Regions from separate parts of the Sus scrofa genome. Here region 1 is linked to region 2. Evidence: chromatin contacts called from public Hi-C data. All regions are on one chromosome and are shown on one strand. The core of a region is the stretch at or near the end of the contact, and the rest is flanking DNA. Distances in the headings are between cores, read along the strand shown.

Region 1 (4,417 bases), core at 706-3,205, 510 kb before region 2:
CATGCAGTCTTTTATATACTCATTATTATATATGTGTAATTTTTTTTTGCTTTTTTTAAACAAAATGGATTCATGAAATACTCTTCTGTGGGCTGCTTTTTTCACTGACAATGGATTTTTAAGATGTTCCTGTGTCAGTACTTATAGAATTACTTCGTTTTTTATAGTTGCTTAAAATCTCATATTTTATTTAGACTCTAGTTTCCTTAGTGATAGGCATTTAAGTTGTTTCTGGTTTTATATTATATCAAATAGTGCTGCAGTGCAGGAATTTGAATAACATCTTTGGGATCTTGTGCATTTCCTACATTTTTGTGGTTAAAACGTTGTATAGATGATGAAAACATGGCTGGCTAATTATTTACTTTTTACTTATGGCCTATTTCCACAAGGCTTTTAAGATATTTTGTTTGATATTGCTCTGTGTCTCATGTGTTGATTGCTGACAATCAGATTTCAAAACAAACAAACAAAAAATACTAATTTCTCTGAATGTATCTTTACCAGAAAGCGAAAGAGAGATCATTTGTTCAGATAATTCAGGTGGAAAACTCTTAAGATTGGAGGGAGAAAAAATTCCTTCAGTGAGTTAGCAGAATCACTGTGACTTTAAATCAGTTTGATCAAATATGAGATTGAATGTTAATATTTTTGTTGTTAATTAATGGCATGCATTTAGTGGTTAGGTAAAAATATTATGGGTACGCACTTTGGTTCTCTGCAGTAATGACTAGTAACAAACTAGATGTACAAAAAAATCACATGAATATTTTATGAAAACACTGGATTGAATGATTAAAACTAATAAATAGAATGAGTCACATTTTTATAAATCAATAACCTTTATGAATTATTAGGTTATAAATCAATGCACTTTACATTAAAATATACACAAAACATTCTTATACAAGAATTCCTAGGAATGTAAGGCTATCAAATAATATTGCATGGTTCTAGAAGGAAAAGTGAAATGGGATTGGGAAATAGATATAAAAAACAATCATCAGACTATAAAACACAATAAGTATTTAGATTCATGATTTTTCGGATACTGAAGGCTCGTTTTGTAGAAATGAGTGGTTTCTTTCCCATGAACATTTCCTAAATTGACTTGTTCTTTGAATGTTGTTTTTCTTTCAAGTGGACAGTTGCTAGAATGGGCAGAAAAGGTGCAATAGTAATATTCCTCGAATGGGAATTAGGATCCCTGTGGCTGGGAATGGTGGTATATTTTGGAAGTAACTATAATTCGGAGTCATTTTTTAAGGTGGTTAAATTGCTGGAAATTCAGTGAGAGATATATGATTGTACCAAAGCCTTCTTATAACATGACCCTTAAGTAAGGACACCAAAACAGCCTCGGTATAAACTAGGTGTTTGAACTCTGCCTCTGAAGAGATGTTCTAAGTGCTGGAAGGTGGGCCTGGGAGCAGGTAGAACTGTCCCAGAGGCCAAGTCCAGAGCCAAAGAGAAGTAAAGACTACATCCTGAGTGAATTATAAAAACAAAAGGCTAACACTTATATAGCACTTCCTGTGCACCACAGGGGGCGAGGGGTGGGGAGTTGTCTCTAAGCACTGTACATATAATAGCCACTGAATCTTCACAACGAATCTGGAAGAGAAGGTAAAATGATGGGCACAGCCTGTTCAGTGTGGTAGGTTTCAGGAAGCTTGCAGAAGCAGTGGCAAGATGAAATCCAAGGGTGTAGGGACAGCCTGGCAAGATGGGGAACAGGAAGGTCAGGAAGAGGGGGTGGGAGGGATCCCCAGAAGTGGAGGCTGGAGGGTTCTGTGTGTTCTGTGCCCTGGCCTTGCTGGGTGGAGCCAGGAGCTCTGAAGGCTCCCCAGGCCATTTGTATAACATGAAGATTTCCATCCTTTTTATCCCTTGAGCCACAGAGCAGATTTAAAAAAATAAAAAATAAAAAAATAAATAAATAAGAGCAGCAGTGTGGAGGCAGCCAAATCAGGACTCTGGAAACGTGATAGTCTTTGTTTTGGTGAGGTTGGCAGCCTTCTCTGAGTCTCCTTTCTGGATGATTAAAAATCCCAAACATCATGAGCCGGATGTTTGAATGTTTTTAAACCTTGTAATTTTGTAAATTGTCTGTTCCTGGCTCCCTTCCCCACATTTCTGCCCTAGCTCATATCATGATGATGCTTTTGCCTTTAGTTTCTTAGTTTCTGTTAACTTTCAAATGAAGCAAGTGTGATAGGAGTTTGTTTTCTCAGCAAGGTGATGGCAAAGGGATATTTATAGCACTGAGGAATTTTTATCTTCTCTCAGACATCTAAGATGAGTAGTATATTTTAAACCCTACTCTCCAGGATATCTCTCTTCTGCTGAGATAATAAAATTGATCAGATGTTTTGAGGTTAAATAAACTGTTGTAATAATCTGGCAGCTGCCTGCCGGTTGTGGTTTTCAAAAGCAATTACTCACTTTGGAGTCAACTTTGAACTCTACATTTTAATTGAAAAGGCTAATTGTAGGCTATTGCTCCTGATTTAGCATTTGATTTGGGAGATTAGGAAGTAAAAGGACATAGGGAAGGGAGGGGAGAGGAGAAGAAGAGAAAGTAAGCAGAAGTGTTGCAGAGCTCAAATTCCTGTTTATATATGAGTGTTTTCACACACAGCACATTGTACGCTAACTGGAGAAATAGCAGTTGGACTAAAACGTATCTGAGGCAGCCGTCTGAGGCTAGTCTGCAAAATCCTTATTTTGGGTTTATTTGCTTCTCTCTCTCTCTTTCTATCTCCCCTTCTCCCCTCCCTCTCTTTCCCTTTCACTCCTCCTCTCCCTCTCTTTCATTAATTTCTTAATTCAGATGTGAAATTTCAGAAAGTATTTTTAAGAGTCATATCAGATTTCACGTCTGATCAGGAGTTTACTTAAATTCTTGGAGATGCTAATAGGTAGAGACTGCCATTTGTCTTTACTAAAACATAGCTTAGTGATTTTAATTAAATGCAGCAAGAGAGAGATTATTGATGAGTCCTCACAAGAACAAATCAATTCCCTATGGGAATCATTATGAATCTAAATGATTATAAGAAAGACATCAAACATCCAAGATGAAATACAGCTACACCCAAATTTACATACAGGACAATTAGTAGCATTATTCAAATGGCCAGAGAGTTGCTGTTAGAACTGAGATGAAAAGTGTGAGAATTTGTATTTCTTCGGTCTTTCCCCATTTAAAACCCAATGTAGTACTTTTACATTACTTAACACAAATGATACTGAGACTTTTATAGAAATACATTCTGTAAATAAAACCCCACATATATGTGGATGTGTCCAAACTCCTTTGGACTTTATGCTTTTAGGTCAAATGTAAAACTGTGCTGGGAATTTCCTGTGAAACATAATGTTGAGAAACTAAATTAAAGCTGAAATGAAAGGCATGAGTATATGAATTCTTTAATTTTACAGAGTGTCTGAAAATGCTAGTTGCATATCACTTGAAAATCCACTTTATTTTTAGACTTTTGTGGAATGCATATTTGGCTCATCACAGTTATGTTGATATTTTCATTGACCTTATAAATATAACTTAATCTCTATGCATCAGCTTTCTGATCTGTAAAAATAAGATAAATATTCTTCCCACACACTTTGTGCTCAGAACTCCTCTGTTGAAACAATAAACAGGGTTGTAAGATATGAATGTGAGTACTGCTTCAGAATCCAATGTCTTTATCAACAACAAAGAAGGTCTGACATTTATTTGGTGTTTCAGTATCAAATTTGAAGATATTACAGTTAATGAAAAAAAGAAACATCTGTGTTGATATTATGAGGATTATTCTGAAATACGGATATCGTTGGAAATGTCAGCTGTCTGCTACATGATTTCCGAGAGCCATTGTTTGTGATGCCAATATTCATGTTTGTCCTCAAGTAAAAATGAATCAAGGAAAGGAAAAGACCTTATAGATAGGAAGACTTCAATTAAACACTTAGTTTTTTTCAAAATAGTTTAAAAATCAAATCTGTGTATTTTTACTCAGAGGTCTCTACTTTCGGCAAAGTATTTTGGTTTAGAAAGTAGGGGAAAATGACTTCTGTGGTACAATTAAAGAACATTGTTTTTTCTTATGAAAGAAAAGATTAAGGAAAAAAGTTAAAACTTTTTAGATAATGTTTATCAGAGGCAGAATTTAGAGACAGTGGATTAATACTTTAGTCATGGGAAAAATTCAGATTTGGAGAAGAAAAATATTTGGTTACATGATGGTTTCTTAAAAAAAAATACTATGAGATTATTGAGTTAAATAAATTTTCCCTTTGATGGTCTTAGAATGGAGAGAAGACATGTTTGAGATTACAGTTCCACAGTCTGGATTTCAAAAACCAAACCAAACCAAAAGCCCTTCTAACATTATAGTGAAATGGCCATTTAAGA
Region 2 (4,055 bases), core at 69-2,568:
TCATGCATGATTTCAGATAAGTCTCCTTCCATACTCCCGGTAACTCACAATCTGTGCCTCTCCCAAAACCCACTTCCACAAACAAATTGCTATGTCAGGTCTTTTTCAAGATTAAGTACCATGTTTATTGTAGAATTTATGCATTTCTCCACCATATAACATTCATGTATAAAAATATGCCACCACGTTTTATTAGGCTCCAATTTTTTTTTCTCCTATGGACCATGAGGAAGTTTCTGAATATTGCACCCTAATCCCATTTTTCTCATTAGCCCCATGGTTTCATTGCATAGTACAGTGATTTTTAGCAATAAATATGTCATATGGTAGTGCACCTGACTCTACATATACCATAATGTTAATGGTGTCTGTGGGTAATTTAATTGTTGCTTATCTACAGTTTCTTTTTATTTCTCCCCAATCATGTATTAATAGTTTAATAAATCTATGTAAACATTTTTAAAAGATGAGGTGGTAGCCAAAGGATGACCAGAGCTATTCTGGGTTGAAAGCTAATCAGAAAATCTCCACTTACTCACAGGCAATGCAATTCAGTGCCCTCTAGTCTACCTAAGAGAGGCACAATCAACCTATGCTCCTCCTGGAAAAACAGAGATAAGATCTCTTAGCAACACCTTAACAGCTTCTTCAGAATCCATATTAGTGCTAAGAAGAATACAGATGTGAATAGTTGAGAGTCCATTAAACAATGCTAATCAGATAATAAGCCACATGCCCCTAAATTGATTTGCAAACATTCCTAAGTTAACATGATACAGATCCAGAAATACATAGGCACTCACTAGTAAGATACTTTCAGTACTTACTGACTTTCAAACTTATTCTTACTGAGATTAGAGCACCTTGTCTTTTCAGGAAATATGGCTGTGGGGAGACTAAACATGAACACAATGTGGATTTCAAAAGAGAGTAAAACATGTATTTTCCTTATGTGATTTGAGTCTTGAATTTCCGCCCACTTTTCCAGAATGAACTTTCACTTGCTATCACTTTTTTTTTTTTTTCTTTCTCCTTTCCAAGCAGGTATCATATGTTTGTTTGTTTGTTTGTGTTTTCTTTTTTTAAATGATAAGTTACTCCACTTGCTGCCAAACTGCACTACCTTTGATTTGGGCAGGAGCCCTTCCTCCCCACCCCCTTTCCCACGTGCCCATTTTTGGGACTGTGCCCAATGAACTCTGAACTTCTTCCTGATCCTTGTATTTTCCTGTCTTTCTCTACACAGATCTGCTGTTGGCTGTACTCTATGGAGCTTTGTTTCTAGCTGTTCTCTGACAAAGGGCTTGATCTGTGCAGCACATCTCGTCCTCTTTGTTCGCCTCTGGCTTCAACCACTGAATCACCAAGTACTCTCCAGCTGGGAGTCAGACAAGGGCAGAGATGAAGAACCCAGAAGCCCAACAGGATGTTTCGGTTTCCCAGGGAATTCGCATGATGTTTTACATGATGAAGCCCAATGAAACGTCATTCCAAGCCCTAGAAGAGGTGCCTGATTATGTACAAAAGGTGAGATACCCTGGGAAGAGGCTACTCTTGCTTTTCTCTTCATAAGAAGTAAGTTAAACACATTTTAAGGCTTTGTGCACTTTCGTTCTTGAAATAATTCTAATAAACAATAACTGTTTCAAAAAACATGGAGCAAAAGTGGAATTTCCATTTGAACTGAATTTCTGTACCATATCCACAACCATCTTCTATGAAAATTTTCTTCCCTGGAATGTCACTGTGAAATATGATAAAAATTTTAAAAAGTTTTCCTGGATACAAATAGCATTATAAATCTAGCCATTAGAAACTCAGTATCAAATTGTTATATGGTATTAGTAAACTTTGTAATAATTTTGTTTCTAAAGGGAAAACTTGTCTTCCACCTCCCAGGAAACCATTTCCTTTTCATTTTAGCAAAGTGCTTCTACAGAATGGATATACAGCTGACTGAGTTCAACCCTGACTTCCTAAATTTGAACTTAAACCAAGTTTTCTTTGAAACTCTCAAGTGTTCAGAGGCACTTTTTACTTCTGGTTCCTGGCTGTGATTGGAAATGGAAATAACCAGAATTAGAACTTGAATACTGAAGTTCTCCACCCTGTCAAAGTTATTCCTACAACACTTACTAGTTCAGACCAGAAATAGAAAAAAATGACATCAGAGGATATGTTCTTGGGAGTTCAGTTTAGAAAATTTCAAGGCTTACCGTCAGCTTCCAAATGGAGTAAAACCCATAAAATTTTCAGGATTTTTTAAAGAAAAAAATGTGGTACTCACATCTTCATAAATCATTACTTTTATATTATAACACCAAACCTAGTCCAATATTTGTCATCAATAGTGGATGACAAATATTTTTTCTATTATATAAGAAACAATTGAATGACTAAAACTTGAATGATGTCTAAAACATTTAAAATGACCTTATTCTCTAAAATACTCAGAAGCAAAGTTTTTGTTCTACAGTGTCAATTTTGTTATTCTTGTAATTCTAATATGAAAGACTAGAATCACATGCATCTTTAAGGAAAGCCTTTTAATGTGGATCTTTCTTAGTCATGTAGACTATAGGTTTCTGATTATTGCTCTTACTTTAAAATGTATTTTTTAGATCTAACTTGAAACACATCCCTTCTAATCTTATTATTTTCTTGGCAGAATTATCATGGTTACATCCATGGTTATTTTTCATGTCCAAATCAGATGATGGAATTTGAGCACCTGTTTAATGTGTGACTGAAATGATCAGATTTCTTTGCCTGTTGGGAGGAAATTATCCTCTAGGATAGGTACATACCTTCTTCTACTATGAGCTATCACTCTGGGCCTCCCACTTTGGGAATGACTAATCAGGAAACTTGGAAGAATTTCATACGGAGCACAATAGCATCTCTTTTCTGCAATTTCCTTTCCAGGCAACCCCATATTTCATTTCCTTGATGCTGCTTGAACTGGTTGTCAGCTGGATACGCAAAGGGAAGCCACCAGGTCGTCTGGATGATGCCTTAACATCAATGTCAGCTGGTATTCTGTCTCGACTTCCAAGGTAAGTTAGATGGTTAACAACATTGAGTGAATAAACTGAAATCCTCCAAATAAGGATAAAAAGAAACTCATCATATGTGGAATTCATCTATTTTTACATATATTTCCCAAAGAACTCAGTTACTGTTGTTACTTAAATTTTTGATATTTTGTTCATCATGGGTTTTTTTACATTCATTATTAAAAATATTGCTCTAGGAGTTCCCGCTATGGCATAGTGGGTTAATGTGCTGGCTTGTCTTTGTGGAGGTGCTGGTTCAATCCCAGCCTTGCTCAGTGGGTTAAGGATTCAGCTGTGCTGTTGGTGGCTTGGATTCAATCCCTGGCCCAGGAACTTCCATATGCCATGGGTGTGGCTGAAAAAGAAAAAATATTGCTCTATGTATTATTTATCTTGATTACTGAATTTCTTGGTGCCTCTTTAAATTTTGTGGGCAAGGCATACATCTCACTTACCTTACCTTAGTCCTGGTCCTGAGTTATGTTGTAGTTTTCTACTGGAAAATTAATGTGGCCTCAGGCAGATTCACATACTACTAGAGCAATCTGGGGTATGAACATTCTCTGGTCAAAGTCACAAAAAGCTCTGGATTACTACAGTGGTCACCCAAGCGATATCCCAGTCTTTAGCCCTACTTCATTGCAGCTAAACATTTCCATAATGTGAATCTGGTGGAAATTCTTCACAGGTTACTTATTGCTTGAGTGTAATTTATTTCTTGATCTATGAAAGCATTTGTTTATCCAGTCTTGCTTCTGGTCTCTTCATTCTTCTCCCCCTAGTGTTGTTTTTTCTTTTGTTTTTTTTTTGTTTTTTTTTTTTGTTTTTTTTTGTTTTTTTTTTTTTTTTTAGGGCTGTACCTGCAGCATATAGCAGTTTCCAGGCTAGCGGTTGAATCAGAGCTACAGCCACTGGCCTATACCACAGCCACAGCAATGCTGGGTTCTTAACCGCCTGAGCAAGGGCAGGGATCAAACCTGTGTCCTCCTGGATACTAGT

Evidence for each region. A called contact is a pair of places that touch in the nucleus more often than the background predicts.
Region 1: a contact with region 2 is called in a Hi-C map of skeletal muscle, with 10 times the contacts expected there. The contact joins two enhancer-like sites. A contact is called at or near these places in 7 of 47 Hi-C or Micro-C datasets (embryonic fibroblasts, heart right ventricle, mesenteric adipose tissue and 3 more) and 1 of 2 datasets of contacts at active chromatin or transcription factors (skeletal muscle).

The regions. Positions count from the first base shown.
Region 1 is chr9:85,399,304-85,403,720 of Sscrofa11.1, reverse strand. It overlaps LOC106504972 (a long non-coding RNA gene), which reads right to left. Exons shown (of 3, transcript XR_001298981.2): 1 at 1-4,417. Among named protein-coding and RNA genes, the nearest start is that of ISPD, 310 kb to the left of the region's middle. Within about 2 kb of position 1,955, at least 12 of the 83 cell types and tissues checked have an H3K27ac peak or open chromatin away from gene starts, as enhancers often do. A contact at or near this core is called in skeletal muscle, where this site is marked.
Region 2 is chr9:84,892,019-84,896,073 of Sscrofa11.1, reverse strand. AGMO (alkylglycerol monooxygenase) reads left to right here. Exons shown (of 14, transcript XM_003130179.6): 2 at 1,247-1,527; 3 at 2,926-3,056. The coding sequence starts at 1,402. Among named protein-coding and RNA genes, the nearest start is that of AGMO, 37 kb to the left of the region's middle. Within about 2 kb of position 1,318, at least 19 of the 83 cell types and tissues checked have an H3K27ac peak or open chromatin away from gene starts, as enhancers often do. A contact at or near this core is called in skeletal muscle, where this site is marked.